2 separate regions of the Danio rerio genome follow, and region 1 is linked to region 2. The links are chromatin contacts, called in public Hi-C maps. All regions are on one chromosome and are shown on one strand. The core of a region is the stretch at or near the end of the contact, and the rest is flanking DNA. Distances in the headings are between cores, read along the strand shown. Region 1 overlaps lhfpl7 (LHFPL tetraspan subfamily member 7). Region 2 holds the start of lhfpl7 (LHFPL tetraspan subfamily member 7).

Evidence for each region. Hi-C and Micro-C count contacts between places; a contact is called where the count stands out from the background.
Region 1: a contact with region 2 is called in a Hi-C map of embryo, with 4 times the contacts expected there. The contact joins the enhancer-like site here to the promoter of lhfpl7 in region 2. A contact is called at or near these places in 9 of 18 Hi-C or Micro-C datasets (caudal fin, embryo, fibroblasts and 3 more) and 2 of 4 datasets of contacts at active chromatin or transcription factors (caudal fin and embryo).

The regions. Positions count from the first base shown.
Region 1 is chr5:68,193,580-68,197,821 of GRCz12tu, forward strand. All of the region lies in intron 2 of lhfpl7 (LHFPL tetraspan subfamily member 7), which reads left to right. The region is part of intron 8 of spata22 (spermatogenesis associated 22); the gene reads right to left. Among named protein-coding and RNA genes, the nearest start is that of spata22, 23 kb to the right of the region's middle. Within about 2 kb of position 2,947, at least 6 of the 62 cell types and tissues checked have an H3K27ac peak or open chromatin away from gene starts, as enhancers often do.
Region 2 is chr5:67,961,738-67,966,401 of GRCz12tu, forward strand. It overlaps lhfpl7 (LHFPL tetraspan subfamily member 7), which reads left to right and starts at 1,472. Exons shown (of 3, transcript XM_001338138.10): 1 at 1,472-2,120. The coding sequence starts at 1,806. LOC141385650 (a long non-coding RNA gene) reads right to left here and starts at 4,130. Exons shown (of 2, transcript XR_012406446.1): 1 at 3,598-4,130; 2 at 2,044-3,267. It also overlaps a transcript of lrwd1 not described here.

The DNA of each region.
Region 1 (4,242 bases), core at 1,697-4,196, 230 kb after region 2:
TAAACCATGCAACCCTACTAAACATCAAAGTTTATTCTGCAAATCTCAGTTTATTTGCATTAATCTTTTTTCGCACAAGTACAAAAAACACACTATTAACAATTTTTGTAAATTATATACAATATAGAAACTGTATTTTACAAATATGCAGTATGTTACCATATTTTAAAGTTGCATCGTGAAAATTACTGTATATTTTAAAGTAAATATATACAATACTGTAAATGAATATACAGCAAGATAAATGGTGCTGTAAATATTTTGCTGTAATTTACTTGCAGTAAGTTACAGGCAAACTGCTGCCAGTAAGTTACTGTAGACTGATAATTACAGGAAATTGCTAACTTCACTTGAAGCAAGCGTTAATATTACATTTGCAAATTAAGGTCTTTTAATTCGCAATTTGCCATTTCCCTCATCATTGTTTCTCAAGCGGCCATCCATCCATCTTCAGGAGCTTATTGGTAGTCTCAGCAGTTAACCTTAGACTTGATGCAAAATTTTGAAGTAGTGCAAGAAAACTTTGGATCAAGACTAAAAGGACAAGCTTTTGGACTGAAATGAGCGTTCTTAACAGGGTGGCAGAGCACACCTTTAGTGATAAGGTGAGGAGTTCTGTCACCCAGGAGGAGCTCGGAGTAAAGCTGTTGCTCCTCCACATTGAGAGAAGCCAGTTTTGGGTGACTCCTGGAAGCCTACTTCTGGAATTGTCCCACTGGGAGGAGACCCTGGGGAAGACCCAGGACACGCTGGAGGGACTATGTCTCTAGGCTTGCCTGAGAATGCCTTGGGATCCCCCACGGAGGAGCCGTCTGAGGAAGTGTCTGAGGAAGTGTGGGGGGGTCCTTGCTGAGACTGCTACCTTACAACCCAGCCCCAGGAAAAGCAGTGGAAAATGAATGGATGAATTATAAGTTTATTTGGTAACTCTTTAGTTTAAAGTAATTCACACTATTAACTACTGGCTTATTACCTGCTTATTATTAACATATTAACTGTGCTTTAGCACGTATAATTTACAATCTCATTATACCCAATACATTTACCATAAGGAGTTGGGTGACAATGGAGGTCAGGATCCAAACGCAGTTTATTAATAGCTTAGTCAGAGAGGTAATCATACTCAGTAATCCAAAATCATACTCATGGTCACAGGTGATAGGTCGGTGCAGAAGACAGCATCAACAATAATAAAAATAGGGATCAAAAACCATGGAAGAACAAGGCAAGGAAACCGCAACCAAATAATACAGAAAACAAGACTCAGCAACGTGTGTGTGAGGTGAATAAAAAGTCCAGATAAACAGTCCATAATGAGTTGCCAGCTGTGTGTGTATAATCTGGGGAAATGGGGAACTGGTGTGTGTGAGGAGCATGATGGTATTTGTAGTCCAGTTCAGTGACAGATGTGAAGTTCTCCAGCGATCTGCAAGGATTAGATCACTTGTGATCGTGACAATACCTAAACCCAACCACTATCTTACTAATTATTAATAAGCAGCTAATTAGTATTTTATTGAGCTAAGTTATTGGTTTAGTTTTAGCTTTTGGTTTAGTTTTAGCTTAGTCAATGGGTTGTTAATAGTGTAAATTGTACATTAAAATAAAGTGTTGCCATTTATATAGAGTTAAAGTCGAAATTATTAGCCCTCCTGTGAATTTTATTTTCTTGATCAAATATTTCCCAAATGATGTTTAACAGAGCAAAAAATAATTGAATTAACAGAATTTCTTGTAATATTTTTTCTACTGCAGGAAGAAGTCTTTTTTTTTGTTTTATTTCAGCTAGAATAAAAGTGGTGTTTAATTATTTAAAAAACATTTTAAGGTCAATATTATCCCTTTTAAGCATTTTTTAATTACCTACAGAAAAAAAAAATTATACAATATACTTGCCTAGACTTGCCTAGGTAACCTAATTATCCAAGTTAAACCTTTAAATGTCACTTTAAGCTGAATACTAGTATCTTGAAAAATATCTAGTTATGTACTGTCTGTCATGATGGCAAAGATAAAAGAAATCGTTATTAAAAAATGAGTTATTAAAACTATTGTTTGGAAATGTGTTAAAAAAATTTCACCATTTAACAGAAATTGAGGAAAAGAATATTAATTTAGGATTAATTCATTCACTAATAATTCAGAGAGGCTAATAATTCTGACTTCAACTGTATATAAAACACGGTAAATACAAGGTAATATTGCAGCTCAGCTACAGTATGGTTCCAGTTTAAAATAGCAAGGAACTAATATTTTATCAAATATAATTTAATTTACTTATTTTCTTTGGCAACAGACAATACTGTTTGTCCTGACTAAATGTGTTTTTCCTTTTTCTTTAAACAAACAAACAAAAAAGATATCTCTTTTAGCTTCATGCACTCATTGACCCTGACTCTAAATATGGCCACTTTTAAGTGTCTGATATTTACGAATCAAAGCCACATGTCCAAACAAATGACCAAAATACCATCGAGTCCACTTTGTAACTGTGCAATCTGAGAATTGAGCTGATGTAGACTTTGAAGCTACTGCAGTTCAGCGTCCGATAAGGTGCACTTTTGTAGCCAAGCATTCCCACACACACACATACACACACCCACAGGCTCAAAAAAATTATCTGATCCAGACCGCAATTGGCCCTGAGCTTTGCAAGCCTCTGCAGTGAAGCGCTTTTTGTTGATGTGACCCGCTTTAATTAAACCCCATACAGTTGTGCTCTCTCTATATCTTTTTTTTTTTTTTTTACTAAAGATTGCCTTCGAAAATTTTATTGAATAGCTTGTTGAGTTTCATTGAAGGCCCTGTCATGTGAGTGTAAACATCCACTGATAGCATTTACTCCCCTCTGCTGGAGAAGCTGCGTTTTCGTGTGTGGATACAGTGAGAGATAGAGAAGGACATTAGCATGTCATTAGCAGAGCAGCTTTGAGATGTCAAGCTCCTGCTGATAAACACAGGCCAATGTAGAGCACAGCTGGATCTCAGCCCATTAAACTGAAGGAAAAAGCTTGGCATGAGAGGGGATTCTGGGTCCTTTTTTGTGTGGAGGGGCTGAAGAGCGATAATAGAGAGATCAATTAAGATGGTCTGCACCCCTGGGCCAAACTAGCCATTAACCAGCTATTAACAGGTTATGCTGTGTGTTGAGTGCTATACCTGGGGTTTCTATGTGATATTGGCAAAGATTCAACTGATTGTGGATGCATATTGGTCACTATAGGCATGATATAATTCTTAATATAACTTGATATATACGCTTATATATTATACCGTTAGGTCCATAAATATTTGGACATCGACACAGTTCTAATATTTTTGGCTCTATGCACTAACACAATGGATTTGAAATAAACAAACAAGATGTGCTTTACCTGAAGACTGTCAGCTTTAATTTGAGAGTATTTGCATCCAAATTAGGTGAACGACGTAGGAATTACAACAGTTTGCGAATGTGCCTCCCACTTGTTAAGGGACCAAAGTTCTTTAATCCAAAGTTGTTGTTTTTTTTTTTTGGCTTGAAATTCTGTTAGCCGTTGACTTACACAGTACAAAATCCAGGGTTCCCCGCAATTCATTAATGTTGTCCCAATACAAATCGATTAAAATAACATAACGTCCGTCTTTCGGATGAGACGTTAAACCGAGGTCCCGACTCTCTGTGGTCGTTAAAAATCCCAGGATGTCCTTCGAAAAAGAGTAGGGGTTTAACCCCGGCATCCTGGCCAAATCTGCCCACTGGCCTCTGTCCATCATGGCCTCCTAACCCTCCACATATCATGATTGGCATATCATCACTCTGTCTCCTCTCCACCAATCAGCTGGTGTGTGGTGTGCGGTCTGGCGCAAAATGGCTGCCGTCGCGTCATACAGGTGGATGCTGCACACTGGTGGTGGATGAGGAGATCCCCCCCCCATTGTGTAAAGCGCTTTGAGTGCCCAGAAAAGCGCTATATAAATGTAACGAATTATTATTATTATTATTATAACAAATTTAAGTGGACTTCACATAAAACAATCAAGTTATCCCAAAAAAATCTCAAGAATTGTGTTGTTTTAGCTCATTTTAAAATAAGTCATTTGAACAAGGATTTTATGTGTGGTGTTTGCATGTTCTCCCCGTGTTGGCATGGGTTTCCCCCAGTCCAAAGACATGCGCTATAGGTGAACTGGATGAACTAAAATTGGCTGTAGTGTATGAGTGTGTGTGTATGAATGAAAGTGTGTCTGGGTGTTTTCCAG
Region 2 (4,664 bases), core at 222-2,721:
TTTAAAAGATCACAGTTTCATTTTTTATTTAATTTTTTTGGTTGAGTAGCTTTATTTAAGTCAGACAATTCTGCAGGTGGGCCACGTGTGAACAAAAGTGGCATTTGTTAATTAAATATTTTCCCAATAATAACAAATAATCGCCTTTATATTCTGTTATGCTTATCAAAAGAATTCATGAATCAGAAACTTTCTATTTTTATTAATGCTTCAAGTAACAAACAAACACACACACACACACACACACACACACACACACACAGGAAAATAGTAATATAACAATCATAGTAATAATTTAACAAAACAAAATAGATAATAATTCAAACATATAGAAATACAATAAGAAAGAACGAGGATAATTAAATAAATTAATGTTTGCTGTTTGTTCAAACTACTTTTTTTTTATTATCTTTGGGGGTTTTTTTTGTGAAGGGTTTCATTTTTTCATGTTGTCTCAAGACAAATGGATTGTGTGAACCCCAGCAATTGTTTTTAAAATGTATTTTTAATTATTTTTTTTTTACAGTGTATGAAAAGGAACTACAGATAAAAGACTTATGCATCAGTGATAAATCCAAAAACTCTGAACACATGACATGAGCAGTGCCTGTGACTCCAATTTGTAAAAAAAGAATAAGTTAATTTCTTTATGTTGTCTCAACACAAATCGATTGTGAGGAACCCAGCATTTTTTACAGTACAAGATAAGATAAACAACTAGAGCAGGGGTGTCCAAACTCGGTCCTGGAGGGCCGTGTCCTTGAGAGTTTATCTCCAACTTGCTTCAACACACCTGCCAGCAAGTTTCTAGCACAGGGGTGTCCAAACTCTGTCCTCCAATCAAGCTCTTTAATAGAAACTTCTAGGTGTGTTGAAGCAAGTTGGAGCTAAACTATGCAGGACACCGGCCCTCCAGGACCGAGTTTGGACATCCCTGCTCTAGTATATCTAGTACAGGGGTGGCCAACCCTTTTCCTGGAGATCTACCTTCCTGCAGATTTCAGTTGCTACCCATATCAAACACGCCTGAACCAATAAATTAGGACCTGAACACCACGTGATAATTACAGGCAGGTGTGAATAAGTTAACTTAATTTCTTTATGTTGTCCCAATACAAATCAATTGTGTGAAACTTACCCTTTTTTTACAGTATAAGATAACATAAGATAAACAACTACAGAGGAAAAACGTATGCATAAATCTCTGGACACATTCGCAGTGATGACTTCAGCTTGTAAAATGGAATAAGTTAACTTAATTTCTTCATGTTGTTTCTTCATTTCGTCAAATCGTTTGTGTGGAGCCCTGAATTTTTAGAGTGAAAGATACGATTAGATAAACAACTACAGAGGAAAGTCTGTTGAATCAGCGATGACTCCAAAACTCTGGACGCATTCGCAGCGGCGGTGACGCCCACCTCCATGTGACCGAGAAACAGGCGCTCAGTGCGGCGCAGTAAGTTTGAGCTTCACTCCTGCAGCCGGAGAGGATGAGGATAAAGATGATGCTAAGATGAGCGAGTAAAACGCAAGCAGAGCGGACTCGCATCTTTTACTACACAGTGAGCACCTGCTGGCGGCGGTTCTGAGTGCTTGAGCTCTGGGTGTGACGGCTGTCTTTTGTCCACCACCTGCTTCCCATCAGATAAATTACCCGGAATATCTCCTCCACTCAACCGGATCGCGCTGGAATTACATTGGACTCAAAAGTTAGGCGTGTGTTATTCGGCACTCTTGGGGTTTTTTTGGTAACTCATGTGTGTTTGCGTGATTGTTGGTGCTCGTCTGCTGTGATTGAGCGCCAGATGCACGCGCTGTTTGACCGCAACTGGAAAGGGCTGGGAATCGATCTGTCTCCGCTCTCGTCGCCCCGCGCCGCCGCGAGGATGTTCAGCTGCGTCGGGTGTTTTTGGGTTCTCCTGTCCTCCGCCTTGGTCGCGATTTGCAGCTTCAGCTTCATCTCTCCCGCGTGGATAGTGAAGGAGCATCCGAAAAACCATAAGGATTCCGTGAGTTTCGGGCTCCTGTGGCACTGCTCCGAGTCTCTGGATCACATGTACAGATGTTACACCTTTGGCGGGCTGGGCAAATTTCAGGAGATTCCGTCAAGCTCTTGGCAGGTAGGACGAGTTTTGGATGAATGGGAAATAATGGAGGAAAGTACTAAGCTGTAAATGTTGAAGAAACCGCAACTTTTGAGTACAACTCTGCCTGACAGAATTAGCTTATATCAATGTCAGACTTCAAGAAGCAACCATGCATGAAATTTGTTTGAGCAACAGAAAATCAAAGTTTTATGGTTAAAACATCAGAAAATCTAAAGGTTTCATGGTTTAAAACAACAGAAAATCTAGAGTTTGATGGTTAAAACAGCAGAAAATCTAGAGGTTGCATGGTTAAAATAATCTACTGAGAAAGATCCCCATTATACATTGATATAGGAATTTGCAGTATGGGAATATATTCATGGAACATGATCTTTAGGCTATAATATTTAATAATACAAGGTTATTTTTCTTATCCAAATATTATATTTAAAAAGAAAAATGCTTAAATTAATGCATTTAAAGAGATATAAAGTTGTATAACAAAAGCACATTTTTTTTAATTAATAAACATTAAATTTTAAACACCTTTTATAATTAAACGCTTTAATATTTTTATTACTTTGATTTTTATTTTGCTTGAATGATTTTTTATAATGTTACATTGATCCTGTTTTCCATCCTGTAAATTTGCCAATATATTTCTTTAAAATTGGCATCAACATCAAATGAATTAAATATGTCAGAAAAACAAAACATTACCTTTTAGAAGAAATGTGTATTTAAAGTAGGACTGCTGTCTGTGTTAGGCTCCACAGCAAGTATTTCTATCATTTTAAAGCCATAATTCACCCAAAAATGAAAATTTGTCACTAATTCTTCAACCTGCACTTGTTTTTGTTTATTTTTTCTGTTGAACACAAAAAAAGATTCTTTAAAGGGTGTTGGAAGCCAGTAACGATTGACTTACATAGTTGAAAAAAACAAAAAACAAATACTATAGTCGTCCATGGTTACAATATTTTTGAAAGCAGCTCACCAGAAGAAAAGAAACTCAATCAGGTTTGTGACAAGCGAAGGATGAGTAGATCACAGAATTTTCAGTTTTGAGTGAACTATAATTTTAGTAAAGTTTTATATATGCATACATATTTTCATAGGCGAGGCAGTGGCGCAGTAGGTAGTGCTGTCGCCTCACAGCAAGAAAGTCGCTGGGTCGAACCTCGGATAAGTTGGTGGTTTATTCCGCTGTGGCAACCCTGGATTAATAAAGGTACTAAGCCGACAAGAAAATGAATGAATATATTTTCATTCATTCATTTTCTTTTCGGATTAGCCCCTTTATTAATCTGAGGTCGCCACAGCCGAAAAAACCGCCAATTTATCCAGCACATGTTTTACGCAGCGGATGCCCTTCCAGCCACAACCCATCTCTGGGAAACCTCCATACACACTCACTCACACTCATACACTACAAACAATTTAGCCTACCCAATTCACCTGTACCGCATGTCTTTGGACTGTGGGGGAAATCAGAGCACCTGGAGGAAACCCACGTGTATGTAGGGAGAACATGCAAACTCCACACAGAAATGCCAACCGACCCAGCCGAGGCTTTAACCAGCGACCTTCTTGCTGTGAGGTGACAGCACTACCTACTGCTCCACTGCGTTGCCCTATATATAAATGCTTCAGACAAAGGATGTCTGACATTTTGCCTAAAAAATGTTACTTTGAAAATAAAATTAGCTGATAATTCACCCTCAAACCAAGATGTGTGTGACTCTTCTTCAGCAGAACAATAAATAAGTTATTTTAGTTGAAACCCTGTTTTTTGGTGATTCATGTAATGCAAGGAAAACAACATACATTTTGTTACTCCTCTTGACACGACAATGCATTGAGGTCTTGAAGCAAAGCAATCAGTCCGTGACAGAAACTGAAAACTACTTTCAACAGGGGTTCCCAAACTTGGTCCTGGAGGGCTGGTGTCCTGCAGATTTTAGCTCCAACCTACCTCAACACACCTGTGCCGAAGTTTCTAGAAGGCCTAGTACAGGAGTGCTCAACCCTGTTCCGGGAGATCTACCTTCCTGCAGATTTCAATTGCAACCCATATCAAACACACCTGTCTGTAATTATCAAGTGCTGATCAGGTCCTATTTAATTCAGTTCAGGTGTGTTTGGTCAGGGTTGGAGCTGAACTCTGCATGAAGGTAGATCTCTGGGAACAGGGTTGAGCCAACACAATCTCACGGCAATTCATAACTTTTTCATTTAGTGGCTAATTCGTATGAATTCGTACAATTTAGTACGATTTGCTTATCCCCCAATGACGGTTGGGATTAGGGGTGGGGTCAGGTGCCACGCCTCCTTTTAAAAATAGTACCATTTCGTACGACTGAACTCGTACGAATTCGTACGAATTAGCCACTAAACTGGCAAAACGTAAAATACTTGCGTTTTCTCGTGAAATCAGGCTGGGTTGAGCAGCCCAGACCTAAGAGCTTGGTTAGCCCAGGTGTAATCGGACTTGGAACTTAACTTTGCAGGACCGAGTTTGGGCACCCCAGATTTACAATATCTTTACCTGTTGTCTTGCTTCAAATGCTTCTAATT